2 separate regions of the Mus musculus genome follow, and region 1 is linked to region 2. The links are chromatin contacts, called in public ChIA-PET maps. All regions are on one chromosome and are shown on one strand. The core of a region is the stretch at or near the end of the contact, and the rest is flanking DNA. Distances in the headings are between cores, read along the strand shown.

Region 1 (5,884 bases), core at 3,248-5,747, 630 kb after region 2:
AGCCTATGAACTTGTAGATCAAAAGATCAATCTTTGATTTAAAAGATGGAACCACTATTCACGAACCGCGTGGTGACTGGCCAAGAAGAAATACAGTCACTTGTTGTCATTAAAAGATTAAAATAGAAAGCTGCAGTTCCCCACCCCTCCCCCAAACCAACCTGGAGTCCCATACACAAGGAAGGTGGGGGCTGTGACTCCACTTAGTCTCATTAATTGCTGATAAGTGACTGGTCCATAAGACAGAACTGAAAATTCAAGCTGACAAAGGGGGTGCGACCGGTCTACCTCTAGAGAGTGAGCCAGAACCATTCATTGCTCTATTAATTTTTTTATCATTGCCCTGTCTCTTAGTACAAAAGTGTTTAATCTGAGAATGTAAGTTCTGAGACAGGCTCCAGTCTCTAGCACTCCATACAATATCTCCATATCTTGTTTACCTAATTCTACACGCTATCAATAGACAGTTAAATGTGGAGCATCAGGGCAAAGGCAGAGCTCCTTAGTCGAAAGGATTTTGAGAAACGCTATAGTTAAATACTATTGAAAGGGTTTTCCCTTCTGCAAGATTCCCCAGGACTTTCAACATTCCTAAATAGTGTGTGTGTGTGTGTGTGTGTGTGTGAGAGAGAGAGAGAGAGAGAGAGACAGAGACAGAGACAGAGACAGAGACAGAGACAGAGACAGAGAGACAGAGAGAGAGACAGAGACACACACAGAGAAAAACCACACCCATGGCCCAAATTTGGGTCATCCAGTCCCCTTTCATACAGGGATATATTAGCAGACTCACTCGGTATCAGAACTAGAAGTAAAAAGGCTTATTCTCCTCAAGCTCTTTCCATTTGCCCAGAGAAACGCAGGGCAGGAACAAATCTGAAAGCAGAGGTAGTCATGAGTCATCACTTCGAAGGAAAAGTAAATGTCAGATTCAAAATGTCAGGAGGTCAGCCTTGAGTCATCCCGGTAGCCTAAGAGGAGGATGCTCAAGACAGCATAGGGAGAAAAGACCAAGAACCAGAGATAAAGAGGTGGGGGAGACGGCGCAGTTATAAGGAGGTGAGATATGAAAGGGAAGTTCGACCGACTCCCTATTTTGTTGTACAAACCCTGACCCAAATATCTGTGAGATACTAGATGCCCCTGGAAGTGCAGAGCCCAACAAAGGCAAAGAAATCTGGTCTGAGGTCTGAGGACTCGGAATTCTGTCCTCTTAAGTGCTTTTGATACCCTTCTCGTCTCCTTGGCAACTCAACTTGCCCACTCAGCGAGGTCTAGATTCTATAAAGCAGCACAAGTGTGTGCTTGGAAGCTTTGACTTGTCCCCACAACAGTTTGAGGCTTTGAATTTTGCTGTGGGGGAAGGATTTATCTTCTGGCCAGGTGGGTTGGGACATATACTTTTTGGATGGTGGAAAAAGCCCAGATAAAAGAGGAAGGTGCAGAGCAGTTTCTGTTTTTCTCCTGTTTTATGCTAAGTCTGATAGGCAAAGAGAACGTTTGACCCCTCTCTCCAGTAACTTGTCAAAACTTTCAACAACAACAACAACAACTACCTTAAGCTACTCACTCACAGACAGAGTATTCCATTAAAACCCCCAGGGCTGAGATTTTCCTAACTGGGCTAAGGTCCTCTGAGGCCAAGCATGGTGGGTTGTGGTTCAAAGCAATATAGTTCATTATGGTGGGGCAAGCATGGTCCCAAGAGCTGAGGCAGCTGGGCACATTTCTCTGTGTGAAATGTTCTTATTTTTAATTGCTGGTAATCAGATTTGAACTTAACACACAGGAACACAGGATTTAAGGAAGTTTATGGTTTCATGTTGGGCTGCGCTACCTTGAGCTGCCTGCCCATGGCCCTCAGGGGGCACATTGGACCCATTTGAGTGGTTGTTGAAGACTCAAAAGTTGGGACAGGTTTTGACCCTACTCTCTGGAGTCCCCTTTTTTTTTTCTAGAACTGCCCAGGATTTCCTTTTGGCCAACTCTGAACCCAAATTAGAAACTGAGAAATTATTTCCAGTCAAAGTATTTAAAACTACAGACATTGTCTCTTACTATATCTACCTAGGAGTCTTTGCTCTATGTATAAAATAATAAGATGAAGTGGCAAATATAAAATTTGGTTTTAAAGAAGAAAGCATCTAATCCCATTACTTGAAAGGTGCAGGAGGATCAGGAAGTCAAGGTGATCTTTAGCTACTAGTGAGTTCAAAGTCAGCCAGGGCTAGATGAGACCCTGTCTCAAAACAACGGGTACAATGCAATCTGGTTTAGAAAGGAAAGAAAGAAAGAAAGAAAGAAAGAAAGAAAGAAAGAAAGAAAGAAAGAAAGGAAGGAAGGAAGGAAGGAAGGAAGGAAGGAGAGAGAGAGAGAGAGAGAGAGAGAGAGAGAGGAAGAAAGAAAGAAAGAAAGAAAGAAAGAAAGAAAGAAAGAAAGAAAGAGAGAAAGAGAGAGAGAGAGAGAGAGAAAGAAAGGATCTATGATACGAATCAACAGAACCACACATGGAAGAAAGCCTAATCTAAAATATGGATCTTATAAAACTGTCTTGGCACTGGCTCATCAACTGATAACCCTATGCTCTCGCCAGAGTTAGAGGGAGCAGAGTCCATGTGAACTCTTTATGTTTATCTACAGAAAATTCCTTAAGTCTCAACTTGTTCTAAAATTACTTAGTAACTGCTGTATCTGTAAGCCTTGGAGGACATCCTCCCACTGACTCCACCCACCTGGAAAGTAACCTATACACATCTATTTAACGCAATGTCTGCCTTCTTAGTTTTATTATTTATTAGTAACTATGCTGATGGCAACTGGTTTCCCTTGCTTTTTCTGAAAAAGTGAAAACAAAAACAAAACAAAACAAAACAAAACTCAGCTGGTTCAATATTCTTTTGTTTGTTCGTTTTGTTTTTGTTTTTTCGAGACGGTTTCTCTGTGTATCCCTGGCTGTCTTGGAACTCACTCTGTAGTCCAGGCTGGCCTCGAACTCAGAATTCTGCCTGCCTCTGCCTCCCAAGTGCTGGTATTAAAGGCGTGCGCCACCACTGCCTGGCTATCAATAATCCTTTCTCAAGAATCCATTATTGATACTTTGAGACGCTACTGAGTGCCTACTGAGTTTGAGTGCCTACCGAGTTTAACGGTCCCAAGGTCACTGGACCAGAGGTATTTCAGGGTTTCCGTAACTGCATCTGCTGACATTTGCCTGTCAGTCCTGGTGAGTGCAGAGCAGGGTTGACTTCACACTGTTAAAGGAAGACTGCAATCCTGACACACTCTGGTCAGAAATGCTTCGGTGTGCACGGTTTTGTTTCCAATTGGCAATACATTCTCCTTGCCCACTGGGCTAGTAAATTCCAGTTTAACTAGATCTTCAAGACATGGTGTTTACTAAAAAGAGATCACTGCCCAAGACTAAACGAACAGCCACTTTGAAAGAGTTTCATGTGTATGTGCAGATATACTAGAACATGGGAAGGCAAGCATGCAGAGGTCAGAGGTCAACAATAGGTATTTCCCTCAACTGCTTTCCATCCTTTTTCTTTATTAAAATTGTTTATTATATTTATTTGCTTGTACATGAATAAATGTAGGTGTACTCATGCTATAGGGTAGTCAGAGGATAACTTGGGGGGGGGGGCTGTTTCTCTTCTTCCATCATGTGTGTCTTGGGGATCCAGCGCAGGCCCTCAGGCTTGGTGACAAACCCCTTTACCTGATCGGCCATTTTGGCAGTACCCACCCCTCTTATGCATTGAGACAGGCTCTCTCGATAAGTCAGGAGCTTCCTGTGTTGGCTAGACCAGCTACCTACCAAGACCCAGGGTCTAACCTATCTCTGCCTCTCCAACACTGACCCTACAGGTTCACAGGACTCTGACGACTCACTTTGAATTTTACAAATCATTTGCTTACTTTATGAATGTTTTGCCTACATGTATACATGTGTACTACATGTGATCCTGGTTACTGCAGGAGCCAGGAGAGAGCGTCAGAGTCCCTGGAACTAGAGTTACAGGTGGTTGTAAGCTGCCGTAGTGATGCTAGAATGGAACCCAAGTCCTATGTGAGAGAGGCCCGTGCTCTAAACTGAAGACTCATCTCTCCAGCCCCAGGGCTGGCATGTCTTGTTTGTCGTTATTTCTGTTTGTTTGAGGCAGGGTCCCTCTATGTAGTCCCGGGTTGTCCTGGAACTCCATATGTAGAGCAGGTTGACCTTAAACTCACAGAGATAACATCTACCTCTATCTTCTGAGTATAGGGGTTAAAGTCATGCTCCAGAATGCTTGGTCCCAGTTTTTTAAATATAGGTGTTGGCTTTGAACTTGGTGAGCATGCTTGTTGAGCAAGAACTTTGCTGGCCACATCGCTATGGCCCCTGCTTACTTTAATTCATACCTTTCCACTGGAATCCAGAACCAGTGATGGGTTCTACTCTGACGCACATGAAGAGTAACCCTGCCGATGCAGGTAGAACTAGATCTCAATGAGGGTGGCTATGGCTGTGACTCGGCTTTCATAGTCTGAAATGAAAGTGAAAATTGTTTCTAACTTTTGCACACAGGGGGAAAAAAAAAACCTCAACACTTTTCTTCCTTTGGCTAGCAAGAGTGTTGTGTAAAACTGCAGAAGCTGTTTGCTTAAGACTAGCAACAGCTCAAATTAGAAGCCTCCATTTTTCTAAGGTCAGAGGGTAATTGAAACACTCGGTAGTTTGTTTCACAAGCAGGTGTGAATATCAGACGCCAAGGTTCTCATGCAACGCTGTCAACTCGTTCACCCAATGGAGATTCTTCTTCACACGAGACCCATAGAAAAACATGGTTAGGCGCGAGGCAGCTTTCAGGCAGTGGAAAATCTCCAGATGTGTCACTCATGGAGTAGATACGAACAGACTGTTAGAACTGGGCCTCATCAATGCTTTGATGGAATTAGTCATCAATTTCTAAAAAAGAAAGAAAAAAAAAGAGAAAAGGGAAGTCAAACGCAGCAGAATTTCATATTGACAGCTGAGATATTAATCGTTTGCAAACCTCGGAACAGAGGAAGGATAGCCATCGAATTGGTCACTTGTCTCATCTGGCAGGACATCAAGTTCAAGAGCTTTTGATGGCAGCTCTGGAATCTGGTTAAAATAGCTTACCAACATAGAGGGTGCCTCTGCAGAGTGTGGTTAGTGGACGCTTCCGAATTGGTGAGATACGCGGGGTTTGGTTCTTGCTTGTCACAAAATTTTTGTGGTCCTACAGTAAGTTTCAGAAAAAAAATGTTGTTCTCATCTTCTGTTTTTGTTTGTTTTGTTTTGTTTTCCTTTGTGCTAATGGAAATTTAAGTTCAAAGGTCATGACACCCAGCTCCTGCAAAGACCCGAAACCAGGATTGGGTCTTGGGGTGATACAGAGAGCGAGTGCCACTTTTCTGAACTATTTCCTCATTCAGTCATGGAAACTCCAGATCTGAACGACAATGCCTGTGTTTCCAAATCGCTGTTGTAAAAGGAGCAGACTCGGCTGGCTTATCTCACTCAGCATCGAAATAAGAAACAAAATTCTACCTGTGCACTGACACGTAATTTGAATAATTTTCTTGGAAACCTCATCAAATATCTTCCGTCTTTCCGGCTGGCTTCCGACCTTGGTGATCATTTTGAAGCTGGAATAAAATGGCATAAAAATGTGACGTGAGCGCTGGGCAGTGGTGGCGCACGCCTTTAATCCCAGCTCTCAGGAGGCAGAGGCAGGCAGATTTCTGAGTTCGAGGCCAGCCTGGTCTACAAAGTGAGTTCCAGGACAGCCAGGGCTATACAGAGAAACCCTGTCTCGAAAAAACAAAAACAAAAACAAAAAGTGACGTGAGCCTGGAGAGGTGGTTCAGTGGT
Region 2 (5,811 bases), core at 1,624-4,123:
AAGGGACAGGTCTCTGTGTATAAATGTGTGTATGTGTGTGTGCACGTGTGTATGTGGGTGTATGTGTGCATGCATGCTCACATGGATGTAAGACCACAGCCACATGAACTCATTTATAGTTACACACAAGCATGAACTTGTGAGCACATTTTACACATTTTTAATTGTTATATTTTACTTATGCATGTGTGTGTGCATTGTATGAAAGTGCTCACACATGTGCATGTATGTGTGCATGCATGCATGTGTGTGTGTGTGTGTGTGTGTGTGTGTGTGTGTGTGTGTGTGTGTGCCACTAATGTGCAGATGCCCTTGGAAACCAGAAGAGAATTGCATGACCCACCAGAATTGGAATAACAGGCAGCTGTGAGTCACTAGACCTGGATCCTGAAAACTGAGGCTGGATCCTCTTGCAGGGGACCTTCTGACTGCTGAGATCTATTTTGTACATTTTTTAAAAAACTTCAGTCATCACCTTTATGAGCACCAAACTAAACAGAGAAGTCCACTGGTGCAATTAACAAGGAGTTAGCGGGGCAGACGAAATACCCTGAAGAGACATTCTTCCACAGCTTGGGATGAAAGGGGTTGGAATGGTTGTTTCTTCTTCATTTCCGAGAACCATCCTTGGAGGCACAGACTTCCTTTCTGGGTAAATTTTGGCCACTAAAAGTCCACAGAGGGAAAAGACTACTTTATAATGATAAGTTCAAAATGCAGAGCACGAAGCTGGACTAAGAATGAGGTTCCTACTACGTAAACAATCTGTGTAAAAAATTGCAAGGAAATGCGCCAAGGCGTGAGAGCACTCACTTCTGAAGAAGTATTCCTTCAGCCATGGAAATCTTGATTACAGGGAAAAATAACTAAAAAGCCACACTGGCCCGACAGAAAACGCCATGGTTACCGCCAAGAACTATTCTTTGCCTCCGGGTGGAAAATTGGAAATTGAATTCGGTTTTTTTGTTTTGTTTTGTTTTGTTTTTTTTACTGTAAGACTTTGGCTCAACAAACTTCAACAGTGGAATCTGAAACCCTATTTGAAATATAAGGATTCAGAAGAAGTGGCTTTGAGCTCCTGCAAACGGTACTTCCGTTCTTTTGGTGAGAAAGTCTTTGAGATTTCATGGCATAAAGAGTTATAATTGATGGAGGGTTGAGGGTAGAAAACCCTCTGTGGTGGTAGCATTAATAAACTTAAAAGCATTTTATAAACTTGAAAATGTTCTTGCAATTGTAGTGGTAAGGGATAGAGGTGTAAATTGCAAGCATTTTTATTTTGTTTTACAAATTGAGGTCACCAAGGCACACAAAAACTTCCGTAACTATGTCATTTCTCTTGGGGAAAAAAATGAAACTACCTATATATTCACCATCGACAGTAAGCAAATATGCCATGAATTCAAATGAAGGCTGGAAAGATGGCTCAGTGGCTAAGGGCATTTGTTGCTTTTGCAGGGGACCCAGGTTCAATGGCCAGCACCTACCTAAGTGATCCAAAACCAGCTGTAACTCCAGTTTCAAAGAATCTGTCTCACTCTTCTGGCCTCCACAAGTACAGCATGCATGTGGAGAAAATATTCATACCATATACGTAAAATAAATAAACTTCTTAAAGGTAAAACGTGGTAAAAATGAATCAAAGCTGCAGAGATCAGAAAGAATAATCCTCAAACAGGGAATTTTGGTTTGGTTCTATTTGGTTTGGCTTGGGTTCCCCCCCACCCCCAATAGGATTTTAATTAGCCCAGTCTGACCTGGAACTCTTGATCCTCCTGCCTCAGTCTCTCCATGGGCTGGCATCACAGACAGAATCCTGAATCACAAAATGCAGCTATGTAATAATATAGAGAGCATATTGTCACGTTTGGAAACATCCAAACAATATGCTGAATATGGCTTTTAATATAAATCGGGAAGCTATCCATGGGAATCCATGTGTCAATATTGGACTGTGTTTACCTACAAGAAGGAAAAAAGTAGAGAGAACATAGAGAGGAAGTCGTGTCTCTTAGTTAAGCTGGGGTGTGACTATACTGTATCATTCTCTCTGGGCCTTCTCTATGTGTGAAATACTTAAAAATATGATTATTTTGTCTCCTTACTTTGTATCAGAGTATCACTCTTTGTCCTATTTATCTCTCACAAAAGCATAGTCCCCCTCCCCCTAAGAAAAGCCTTGCTATGCCAGTTTCACAGATGAAGGCCCCAGCTCAGTCTTTTAATCACATACCAAGTTCACTCGCCCAGCATTTGATAGAGGAAAGCCTAGGGTTCATTTCCAGCTGTATCAATTTTGCTTTTCTTTTTTCGTCAAATACTTGCCAAGAAACATCTCAACAGAGGGGGAGTTTATTCGGCTTAGCAGGCAAGGCATGGGGTTGGAGCTTGAGGCGGCTGGATACATTGTATACACACGGGAAGAAGAGATGCATGAACGCTAGTGTTGAGCTCACTCACTTTTTGAGTCGGTCTAGGACGCCAGGGAATGGCGCCACCTACAGTTTAGGTAGTGCTACTACCTCAATTAGTCTGATCTGGAAATTCCCTCGTAGAAAGGTCAGGAAAGTGTGTCACCTACGTGATTCTAGATCCTGTCAATCACCATTAACCACCACACCGCAGTGTAGCACCACTGTCAAGGGAAAAGGCATCGGATTGCAACTGCAACTTTTGTACAGGGTGCGTGAAACTCTAACTTCCCTCCCTGAGCGCCCTGGAAAGAGCTGACACTGTTTCTCCCAGTTTATTTGCATGTTTGCCTTCTCAACAAAGAAAACCTCGTGCCTCAGCCACTTCCTGCCTGACTCATTGTTCCTATCAAGCCCAGGCAGCACCCACTCTTCCAAGGAACAGGGTCATGGCTGTGTGTCTCTTCAGGAAGTGGCTGCTCTACAGATGGCCACAGGCTTCCTGCTTCAGTCAAGGCTTTTGAATCACACTACTCCCTGTCTGTGGTTTTGAATGTTTTTGTTTGTTTGCTGGGGAGGAATGAATAACTGACCTTGAATGGGGTTGTAGGGGGGAAGGTAGACTGTGTGACACAGAGCCACGCTGGATTCATGGTCTCAGCCTGAATCGGGTTGTACTTTGAAGGACAGCAGATTTCAGGAGGCTGAAACTACGGAGACAAACGGTTTATAAATTCTTATTTTCCCCCATCACTTTGGCCAGCACTGGGCTGCCCTTCTTAAGCCAGAGAGAACAGAGTTAGATTATATTGCTACAACAGTAAAATCTGTGATAGAAGGATGTCTACAGAACTGGGAGGCCTGGCCTCACATTTAAGTCTTCTAACCTCTTCCTTTTTAACACTGCTTGAAATGCCATGACTGGATTCAGTGTGCTCGGAAGCTCCGTAAAATCACGTCTCTGCGCGAACATGTAGGAAGGATGCCTATCACATCACAACCCACTGGGCTGGTGAGAGCGCTCTTGGCTCCACCCCCTACAGTTCAGTGAGAGTGGAGATGGTCCTCTGAAAAAAGAAAAAGCTAACCCAGGCATCTCTCACATTGACAGCTGGAGGAAATCTTCGTGGTGTGCCAGGGACCAGGCTGGACCCGCCTTCTGCGACACAAGACCCACTGACATAAATCAGCCTTCACATTCACGTGGCTTTTGGAGATCAAAGTTCAAAGTAAGGGGAAAGGGGTTTGTTGTGGCTATTCTGTCAGTACATGGAATGGCTCCTGGAACATCCCTCAGTGGGGAGGGGAGGCTTCTGCAGTGCACCCCTAGAGTCCTATCCTTCACAATTGCAGGCTAATCTAGGAGGTTCAACAGTCCTTCGGTCTCATACTCATCAGGTGCCATGCTTCACTGGACAAGAAAGTAATCTGTCGTGAACACTACTATCGCTGTCTTTTCTTGGGGACCTATGAGGTGGTAGAATTCAGATTTTTTTTTTAACTTGCAAATCTGTGTGTGCATGTGTATGTGTGCATGCATGTGTTCGTGGAGGGGGGTATGTGTGTGACTGTGAGTGCATGTGAAAGCCAGAAGACCTTGGGTATCATTCACAATTTCTTGGGGTTTTTCTTTTCCCTTTGAGACAAGACTTCTCATTGGCCTAGAACTTACAAATAGTCTGGGATGGCCCCACAGCAAACCTCAGATAGCCACAAATGCATTGCACTGTGTTATAGAAGGACATTTTTCAAACAAGTATGCACGAGGAACAGCATAGGCCATATCCCCTCCCCCTCCCATTAGTCTCTTCTAAGAAACGTAACTGTAAAGACAGATGTCTCAGCAGTTAAAAGCAGGCACTGCTCTTGCAGAAGACTGGAGTCTATGTCCCAGCACCACATAAGGCAGCTCACAGATCCCTGTAACTCTGGTTCGGAGGATCTAATGTCCACTTGAGCCTCCACAGGTACCTGACTTATGTGTGCAACTCCCCACCCCACCCCAGCTGCTACACACACACACACACACACACTACCACCACCACCACCACCATCATCACCATCATCATCATCATCAAAACAAAAGTAATAAATCTGGACTGGAGAGATGGCTCGGTGGTTAAGAAGATTGACTGCTCTTCCAGAGGTCCTGAGTTCAATTCCCAGCAACCACATGGTAGCTCACAACCATCTGTAATGAGATCCAATGCCCTCTTTTGGTGTGTCTGAAGAAAGCTACAATGTATGGATATAAATAAAATAAATAAATCTTTTAAAAAAAAGTGATAAATCTGTAAAAACAAATAGTGCCTGAATTAAACATGTCGTTATATGTAGTGAGGGTGAGGGATCATGTGTTTCCCTAGTTACATGCTTGATAGCATGTTCAGTGATGGAGACATGGGTAAAGTGTGCCTCATCTTTCCTCACTTCAACTCTGATCTTCGTGTCTCCCACTGCAGAGCTGGATAGAAGGAGAAGACTATCGGAGACATGAACTGTCTTACTGACCAATCCCGTACGTCAACATGAAAACACCGTCTATGGAATTCTCTTAGTAAATGTTCATCTTCCAGTCTCTCGGTCATCTCAGGGCACAACCTCTAAGTTTTAAATGCTTATTTTTAAGTGTGTGCGTGTGTGCGTGTGTGCGTGCGTGTGTGTGTGTGTGTGTGTGTGTGTGTGTGTGTGTGTGTGTGTGTGTGTGTGCATGCGTGTGCACGAGTGTGCTCATGTGTGCGTGTACAGGGTGTATACATGTGAATGCAGGAGTTTCTAGAGTCCAGAAGAGAGTGTGAGGTTCCCTGGAGCTGGAGTTACTGAGGGCTGTGAACCATCTGACATGATGCTAAGCACAGAACTCAGACTCTTTCCGAGAGCAGCAAGTGCTCATAACCACTGAGCCGAGCCTCTGCCCCTCACTCTGTATTTTTAACACATTGACTCGCATGATTTCTGAAAGTCTTCATCTGAACAATCACTTCCCAGGCTAGAAAGGTCTGTCTCTGGGGCTGGGGATGTAGTTCAACTGATAGAATGAGAGACCCTGAGTAGCTGGAGGCATGGCTCAGCTGGTGGAATATTTGCCTAGCATGCCCAGAGCCTTGGGCTCCACCTCCAGGACTGTATAAACCAGGCATTGTGCAAACCATACCTAGAGATGTATACATTGTAATCCCAACACTGGGGCAGGAGGAAGTGGGGGGTGTGGGGAGAATGGTTGGGGCAGGAGGATCCAATTTTCAAGACCATCTTCAACTACATATTAAATTCTAAGGCTAGCCTGGACTACACGTGACCCAGATCTCAGGGGTTGGGGGGTGAGATTATGAGATGTTTCAGCAGATGGAAAGAATGTGTTACAAATCTGGGTAACCTGACTCTATCTTCAGAATCTACA

The links. ChIA-PET counts read pairs in DNA pulled down with a chosen protein or histone mark.
Region 1: an RNA polymerase II ChIA-PET map of effector CD8 T cells shows a contact between it and region 2, with 5 read pairs. The contact joins two enhancer-like sites. A contact is called at or near these places in 3 of 115 datasets of contacts at active chromatin or transcription factors (CD8 T cells, effector CD8 T cells and memory CD8 T cells) and 1 of 9 other capture datasets (embryonic stem cells).

What each region holds. Positions count from the first base shown.
Region 1 is chr10:67,492,829-67,498,712 of GRCm38.p6, forward strand. Gm32255 (a long non-coding RNA gene) reads right to left here. Exons shown (of 4, transcript XR_380523.3): 2 at 5,561-5,658; 3 at 5,150-5,249; 4 at 3,531-4,951. Among named protein-coding and RNA genes, the nearest start is that of Gm40679, 7.4 kb to the right of the region's middle. Within about 2 kb of position 4,498, at least 20 of the 459 cell types and tissues checked have an H3K27ac peak or open chromatin away from gene starts, as enhancers often do. A contact at or near this core is called in CD8 T cells, effector CD8 T cells and memory CD8 T cells, where this site is marked.
Region 2 is chr10:66,861,793-66,867,603 of GRCm38.p6, forward strand. No RefSeq gene overlaps it. Among named protein-coding and RNA genes, the nearest start is that of Gm31416, 30 kb to the left of the region's middle. Within about 2 kb of position 2,874, at least 239 of the 459 cell types and tissues checked have an H3K27ac peak or open chromatin away from gene starts, as enhancers often do. A contact at or near this core is called in CD8 T cells, effector CD8 T cells and memory CD8 T cells, where this site is marked.